Regions from separate parts of the Sus scrofa genome. Here region 1 is linked to region 2. A link is a contact called in public HiChIP or PLAC-seq data. All regions are on one chromosome and are shown on one strand. The core of a region is the stretch at or near the end of the contact, and the rest is flanking DNA. Distances in the headings are between cores, read along the strand shown. Region 1 has its middle 200 kb from the start of LRIG1. Region 2 overlaps LRIG1 (leucine-rich repeats and immunoglobulin-like domains protein 1).

Region 1 (3,899 bases), core at 287-2,786, 300 kb before region 2:
AAAGGCCAGATAGTGAATGTTCTCAGCTTTGCAGGCCATACGGTCATTATCAAAAGTACTCCCACTCCTGCTGTCATAGTATTAAAGCAACCAGAGACAGTCTGTAAACACATGACCATGACTGCCTTCCAATAAAACATATTTATAAAAAGAGGTTATGGGCCAGACTTAGTCTTTAGACCATAGTTTGCTGACTCCTGCTTTGGACCAATATTCTCTATTTTGGTCACCCCAGACCCTGAACTATTTATATCACCAGCTAATATCATATTCTTTGTGTTCAAGAAGAATTTAGTTTGTCTTTTCAATAGAGTGGATTTGTGTTGGATGTTTTGAATCTGTGAGTTAGTCCAGGAAATAGTCCTACCATAAAAATATCAGAGGAAAATTCTCTCTTGCCTTCTGACATTTTCCCCCCTTGGGAGATCTTCTGAACATGGCTACAAATTGCCTAGTTCGACTTGTAACTCTAGTTTTAATCCTATCTTTCAGCAAATTCCCCAAGCACCAATAAACCTTCATCTTTCACACAGTAGAGGGGCCCCTGGTTTTTTTTTCCAACACACTGGATGAGCAAAGACAAGTCAGTTTATCAATGTATATACTACAGAGTAACTTGCTACTCGTGCTCCATGAATATTAGATGAATGGAAAAGTGAGCAAGTGAAGAGAGGAAAGAAGGAAGGAGCAAGGAGGGAGAGAGGAAGGAGGAAAGTTATGGGGCCTCCTTGAGTCTGTGTTTTAATGTGTTTGCCACACTGATATTTCTTATTCTTTTACTGGCAGATGTGTAGTCAAGGGCTTTCGGGATACATGTTTGGTTTGTAACATTTAACAGAAATAGACTCACAAATAGAGAAAACAACCTTATAGTTACTGAAGGGGAAAGGGTGTGAAGGGATAAATTAGGAAGTTGGGATTAACAAATACATACCACTGTATAACTAACTAACAAGGACCTACTGTATAGCACAGGGAACTATATTCAATACCTAGTAATAATCTGTAATGGAAAAGAATCTGAAAAATTACATATGTATAACTGAATCACTTTGCTGTATACTTGAAACATTGTATACTTCTATTTTAAAAAATTGACTCATCAGTAAGGAGAGAATTACTCATTTATTCAACACAGACTTATTCAGGAGTGACACTGTGCCATGATTTGGGGACACAATGATGAACAAACTAGTTGAAAATCCCTGCCCTCGTGGAGCTTATTTTCTACTGGCAAAGGCAGCCAGTAAACAAGTCAATACCTAATAAGGTGCCCAGGCTCACTCCACAACTATCAGCAATTGCCTTTGCTCCTCTCATTAATTATTTGCTGAAGGAGTCCTTAAAGCCCTCTTTTCCTCTGCTTCCCTCCTGCAGAATGGATCTGTATGGTGGTCATGGGGTAAAGTTGAGGCCATAAAAAAGTGAGGACTGGGATGGACTCCCAGCTTCCGTGAATAGCTCTCTTGCTCTGGCACCAGGCTGGGAGAAAGGAGGTGCTTCTTTTCCAGCAATGTGAACTTTCCCAGGCTGGCAGCTCTCAGGCAACTATAAAATGCTGGTGACAGCTTCAGTAACTAGAGCCAGGGGGCTGTCCTTGACAACTTGAAACTCGTGCCATCTCAGAGGCCCTATCAATAACAACACTGCAAACAGGGCCAGTGCCTGTGGCAATGACAGTCCCCAGAACATCTGTTTTTTCTCTCCCCCAAGCCCCGTGGTCTAGAGCCCACGCCTAGAGCCTGAGCCCCTCAGGGGATAAACAGAAAAGGGGATTAGCCGCCAACCCCTAGAGAAACAACCAAGGAGGTTTGCTGCCGCGCTAGCCAGGCCAACCCATGCTTGTCCAGACAAAGCCTGTCTCTGCTGCGAAGTCTCCAAGGCAAACTACCTGTGTTAGGAGACCGGAGGAGACCTAGGGAGCAGACTTCATCCCAGCCTCCACCACAAGGGCAAGGACAGCATGCCTGTTACCCCAGGAAAGCCAAGCTGGTTCCAAGAGCTGAGACATATTTCATGGGTACACCTGAAGCATCAGATATTCATGAGCTGTCTGATAAATGATCACAAAGGGGACTACGAAAGGGAACGGTCTAACACAGCCATGTCTTCTCAAGAGAAGGCACAGCTCTGAGGACCAACCTCAGGCCATTTCATTTCCTGCTGATCATCATACCTTTCCCCTCTGCAGAGCTCTGTGCTTTCCAGAACACTCCCATTTTTAAAAACAAAAATGTTACCACTTGTTGAGGGTTTACTCTGTGTCAAGTAATGTACTAAGCACTTTACATCTATTATCTTATTTAATCCACTTGACCACTCTGTAAGAGAGCATTACCATTAAACACATTTTTCATATGAGGAAACTAATGCTTGGGGAGGTTGAATAAACATACAGAAGGTCAAGATAGCAGGGGTTGGAGCTGGGATTTAAACCTGGTCATCTGATTTCATCACAAGATGCTACCTTTTATTTCTATTGTTTCGTTTATTCCTTACCACAGCTTTATAGGATAAACAGATGGTGAATTATTTTCCTGATTTTGTGGTTAAGAAATCTGCTGTCCAATACATAGCCACCAGCCCTGTGTGGCTATTTAAATTTGAATGAATTAAAATTAATTAATAAAAATCTCGGCATTCCCATTATGGCTCAGTGGTTAACGAATCTGACTAAGAACCGTGAGGTTGCGGGTTCGATCCCTGGACTTTCTCAGTGGCTTAAGAATCCTGTGCTGTGGTGAGCTGTGGTATAGGTTCCAGGCGCAGCTCGGATCCTGCGTTGCTGTGGCTCTGGCATAGGCTGGCAGCTACAGCTCCGATTACACCCCTAGCCTGGGAACCTCCATATGCCACGGGTGCAGCCCTAGAAAAGGCAAAAAGGCAAAAATAAATAAATAAATAAAGTAAAATAAAATCTTTACATCAGCTCCTATATCCATCCAGCCAACTTTCAAATGCTCAATAGCCGGCTGTGACACGAAAAATTATTAACATTTCTGCAGAAAGTTCTAAGGAATGACACTGACCTGGAACTCTGAGCTGCAGTTAAGCAGTCTCTGAGCCCCCTACCAAGCACCACATTAGAAGGTGCAATGATGAATAAAGGCAACATCTCTTCTGTTGGGAGGTTACAAATCTTGGAGGCTGTGATTGATGGAAAAGCTTGCTGTTAGTACAGACAGAGGCCAGAACCCTGCTCACTCTGTCTCCTTCACCACCTTGACCCTCAGGCCTCTTACTAGAGAGAGAAGAAAGTAAGAAAGTGCCACATGTCCCAACATTGGGTCTTTCTAGATGTACTCTTACACCAGGCTTATACTACACTAGGTTGTTCTCTGGGAAAGTTTGGGAGAGAGATAGATGTAAAAGAGATTTTATGTTGGGAAAAACACATCAAAATGGACATGTACAGGAGTTCCCGTGGTGGCTCGGCAGGTTAAGAACTCGGCTAGTGTCCATGAGGATGAGGGTTCGATCCCTGGCCTCGCTCAGTGGGTTAAGGATCTGGCATTGCTGTGAGCTGTGGTGTAGGCTGCAGAAGCAGCTCAGATCCTACGTTGCTATGGCCGTGGCATAGTCCAGTGGCTGCAGCTCTGATTCAACCTCTAGCCTGGGAACTTTCACATACTGCAGGTGCTGCCCTAAAAGGAAAAAAAAAGTAAACACATAGATACACAGCAGAGCTGTTGGGAAGAGCATTCCTACACTCCAAGCCCAGAAAGACATATACCCGCCTCCTCTTTCATGGATCTTGTCTCTGGTTAGAGCAAATGCTCATGAACAGCAAGTCAAGAGCATGGAACTCTTCCCCTAAAACATGTACAAAACAAATTGCTACCCTTTGGAAGTGGAAGTACAGAGGATAGCCTTTAAGAGCGTAAATCCTTAGTTTAAAT
Region 2 (3,821 bases), core at 328-2,827:
GCTTGGGTGAGCACAAGGAAGTCAGGATGGGAGACTCTAGGCCTGTGTTGCTGCCCAGGTAAGGTTCACACATCAGGGAGGAAGGCTTGTTCCAGGCAGTAGCTAGTGGTGCCCTCTGCTGGCCAATGTTGGGTGGCTGACAGCTCCCTTGTTCACTGTGAGAAACCACTGGGATCCCATTCACAGAGTCTCAGGCCACAGATGTGAGCGGTCTTGCCTGGCATAAACCAGGACCAGCCATGGACACTAGGTGCATGAAGGGGTTGGAGCCTTGTGGGTCATTGTTGTATGACCTTAATAGTCCTTACAACTTAAAGATCTCTTTCTAGGAGTCAGATTGTAGGAGTATCGGGCCTCAGTGGTTTTCTAGCAATGAGACCATTCTGTCCTCAGGATTCCTGTGGGTGTCCCTTCCCACTGGGACCCAGATGACTGGCCAACTGTGGCTCCATGTTTGGAAGAGGAGAGGGAGGGCCATCCCCTGCCATCTCATGGTGATGTTTGCTTTCCCCTCCCCTTCCTCAGGATTCTGTCCTTCAATAATCTGACCCGGCTGGATGAGGAGAGCCTGGCCGACCTGAGTAGCTTGAGCATTCTGCGCCTCAGCCATAATTCCATCAGTCACATCGCAGAAGGCGCCTTCAGGGGACTCAAAAGCCTCCGTGTCTTGTACGTCTTCATTGTTGGGTTGATGGGAGAATAGAGCAGACCAGCTGCTTCACTAAATTCCTTTCTCGCTGGTATCGAGTCAGAATTGGATCCAGAGCTCACATGTGATGTGTGCAGGGTGTCAAACTTTCATGTAATAGGAACAAGAACTGGTTGAGGAGGAAAAGGTCCCTCATTCCCATCCAGGGTGGTGCCTAAGGTGACGATGACAAAGAGCTCTGGTTACCACGCGCTGGTTCTCGCAGTGCCTTGGCAGTCAATCCTGCTTCCCCTGGCCTCCCACTGCAGACTCCAGGACAGCGGCCGTAGGGCCGTCTTTCCCATTTTGAGCCTTCCTGATGCAACTTCCAACTTTAAGTCCTGAATATGTTTTTACCTGAGCCATGGCAAACACCGAGGCTCCTGTCTAGGGCTGGCATCAGCATTCCTGTAGTGCACCTGAGTCCAGGACACCTGCTTCCAGGAGAGGTGACTGGGGAGTACTGGGTCTCGCCCTAAGCCTTCTCTGGGTCGTTTAACAAAACAGAGGTGGCCGTGTCATTTCCTTCTAAGTTCTCAACGAGGTGGGGAAAGTTGCCAGAAGTTGCTGTGGGGTGCTTTTCTAGGACTTAGAATTTTTTAGTTGTGGGTTTCTGAGAACTTCCAGCCAATAGAGAAAAACCAGCTATTTTAGGGGCGGGGGGGGGGGGCATTTGGATTTGAGCAGACAGTGGCTGCCATGGGTTCTGAGGCCTCCTTCCCAGAAAGAGCGGCCTGTTCGGGAGTGACAGGGCGGAAGGCCTTTGCACTTGCACCTGGCAGAGCGAACGGAGATTGTTAACGCCAGGCCGTCGTTGGGGAGCGTGAAAGAGCCCAGATGCCAGGCTATTCAAGCCGAGGTCAGCCTCCAAGCCCTTGCAGGGCTGCATAACAAGGCTGGAACGTTTAGACTGAGCGGGCCAGAGAAAAGAGAAAATCCTTGGCAGCCACGGTGAGGAGCAAGGGGACAGGCACACAAAGCCGGGTCCGGGCTTTTCAGTATTAAGATGAGAGGGAGGAACCCGCGGCAGGAGGAGTCCCTTCAGAAGCCTTGGAGTCACAGCACTCTGAGATTCCTGCTGTAAAGTGAAGGTCACAGCGAGCAGCATTTCACTCTGCAGGCCATGCTCCCCTCCCTGCTGGAGCTCACAGGAGCCAAGAGCACCATCCCTTTCTGTTCCTGGCCTGCCTCTGCTGCAGGGGCTCAGGAGAGGAGGGCGGAGGAAACCTTGTGGAAAGTTGGAGGGGGCCAACCCAGGGGCCTGGTCACCAGGTGGGGCGTCTCGCCTGGCTCGGTGACCTGCCCTTGGAAGCTGGGGGAGGAAGCTGAGTCATTGGCCTTGTGATTTGTGCTGCTGGAGAAGACTCGGCTCAGAAGTTGGCCCCATGCTCCAGTCCTGGCAAGTGGGTCACAAGGCTGACTCAGCACCCAGATGTCGTCCCTGGCGGGGAGTCAGCACCTGTGCAGGCCCCAGGCAGGGGGAGACGGGGGCTCCAGGCTCCAGACCCACCTGCCAGCCTAGATGTGGCCCAGGGAGGGCCCTAGGCAGGGGCCTCTTTTTTCCTTGTCCCTTTTCTCCGGTGCCTTCTGCATTTTCCTGGTCAAGTTCAGAAAAGGGCCCCTGGGTGGTGTGAAAGCAGGCAGGAACCTTAGGGAACTTTTCGGGTTCCTTCTCAGAGCAGAGGCCAGAAGTCTGCTCTTGGGGCAGAATCAAAAGCATGCTTTCCCATGGGCCATCTGCAGCCCTTCCCTGGGTCTGGCTGAGCCTACTGGGGAGCGGCAGATGCAGCCAGGAAGCTGCTGGTCTGAGACACATGTCAGCTTTGTTGAGTGCCTGAGAAAGCCAGGCTACAGGGCAGGGGGTGCCTGCTGGTCACGCCTCTCAGCACAACTTGACATTATGTCTGGACATCTAGAACGTGTCAAGATGTTTTGAGCTTGCAAGTGACAGACTGGGCAGTGAGCCTTCTGTCCATCTCCTTCCTAGGGAGCTGGACCACAACGAGATTTCGGGCACCATCGAAGACACCAGTGGCGCCTTCACAGGACTGGACAGCCTCAGCAAGCTGTGAGTATCTGGACCCTGGGAGGTCCCTTACAGCCCTGCCGCCACCACCCCCATTCTGGGCTCTCCCACGGCACCACTGGCTCCTTTATCTTCTCTTGTTGTGGAAGAGGCATCCGCACAGGAGAGCAGCCCCCAGGTTCTCTAATGCCTGCGCCTGGACTGCCTACCCATGAGGCGGGGGCCCTGCTTCCAGGAAATGTCAGTCACAGCAGCGACTATCAAGAGTTTTTGCAGAAACCAAAGTCTGGACCCCACAATCCACATGGGAGAAACGAAGGCCTCTTCTTGGCTGTGTCATCCAAAGAACTGGACATGGGGAAGGGGTGAGGGTGACCCCTGCAGCGGCTGGACCTTGCTAATGAAAAGTATCAAGGTTCTAGCTTTCCCTTCTTGTTATCGGAGGTGCTCAGGCCTGCAGGCTCCTTGTAACCCTGGGCGTTGGTTTTTCCGGGGCTGGAGAGCTGGTGTTAGACCTGTTGGATCTTCTCTACTGTTCAGTTCTTAAGTGATGTGAAAAGAGCCCAGTTTGTTCTTTGATCAAAGGAGCCTTGCCCTCTTACCCAATCTCTAGAAGTTTTAAACATCTGAAGCCAAGTAACTCTTGATGGTTTTGAGTCTCAGGTAGTGTTTTTGTTGTCAATTCTGATCTTCAACAGAAACAATCATTACCAAGGGTAATATAGTAGCTGTTTTTTATTCACAGTTTCCGGTGTTTGAGGTTTGTTTTTTTAAGCTCCTGTACTTTGCTAGTTATTCTCTGAGGCATGTGTGTCATATCTAACTGTCTCAGGAGGGCAGGCTGTGTTATGCAATTCTTCTGTAGTTGGGGGCACCAAGGTGAAGGGATTGTGCCCAAGACCACACAGCTGGCCGGTGGCAGGGCCAGGAGTCACCTGTCTGCCTTGAAGCCCATGTTGTAGCTCCCCTGTCCTACCCTTTTCTTTGTCTTACCAGCGCTTTGTGCAGATGCTGCCCAGGAGCATGCAGGAGTTGGGGTGGGAGGTGTTGTTAGTGTTTACTAGCCACTCGAGGGAGGGTTTGTATGAGGACAAGACACAAAATGGT

The links. HiChIP or PLAC-seq counts read pairs in DNA pulled down with a chosen protein or histone mark.
Region 1: an H3K27ac HiChIP or PLAC-seq map of skeletal muscle shows a contact between it and region 2, with 5 times the contacts expected there. The contact joins two enhancer-like sites. A contact is called at or near these places in 3 of 47 Hi-C or Micro-C datasets (embryonic fibroblasts, fetal heart ventricle and psoas muscle) and 1 of 2 datasets of contacts at active chromatin or transcription factors (skeletal muscle).

Annotation. Positions count from the first base shown.
Region 1 is chr13:48,230,113-48,234,011 of Sscrofa11.1, reverse strand. No RefSeq gene overlaps it. Among named protein-coding and RNA genes, the nearest start is that of LRIG1, 200 kb to the right of the region's middle. Within about 2 kb of position 1,536, at least 12 of the 83 cell types and tissues checked have an H3K27ac peak or open chromatin away from gene starts, as enhancers often do. A contact at or near this core is called in skeletal muscle, where this site is marked.
Region 2 is chr13:47,932,222-47,936,042 of Sscrofa11.1, reverse strand. LRIG1 (leucine-rich repeats and immunoglobulin-like domains protein 1) reads left to right here. Exons shown (of 20, transcript XM_005669717.3): 9 at 526-669; 10 at 2,676-2,756. Among named protein-coding and RNA genes, the nearest start is that of LRIG1, 93 kb to the left of the region's middle. Within about 2 kb of position 1,577, at least 21 of the 83 cell types and tissues checked have an H3K27ac peak or open chromatin away from gene starts, as enhancers often do. A contact at or near this core is called in skeletal muscle, where this site is marked.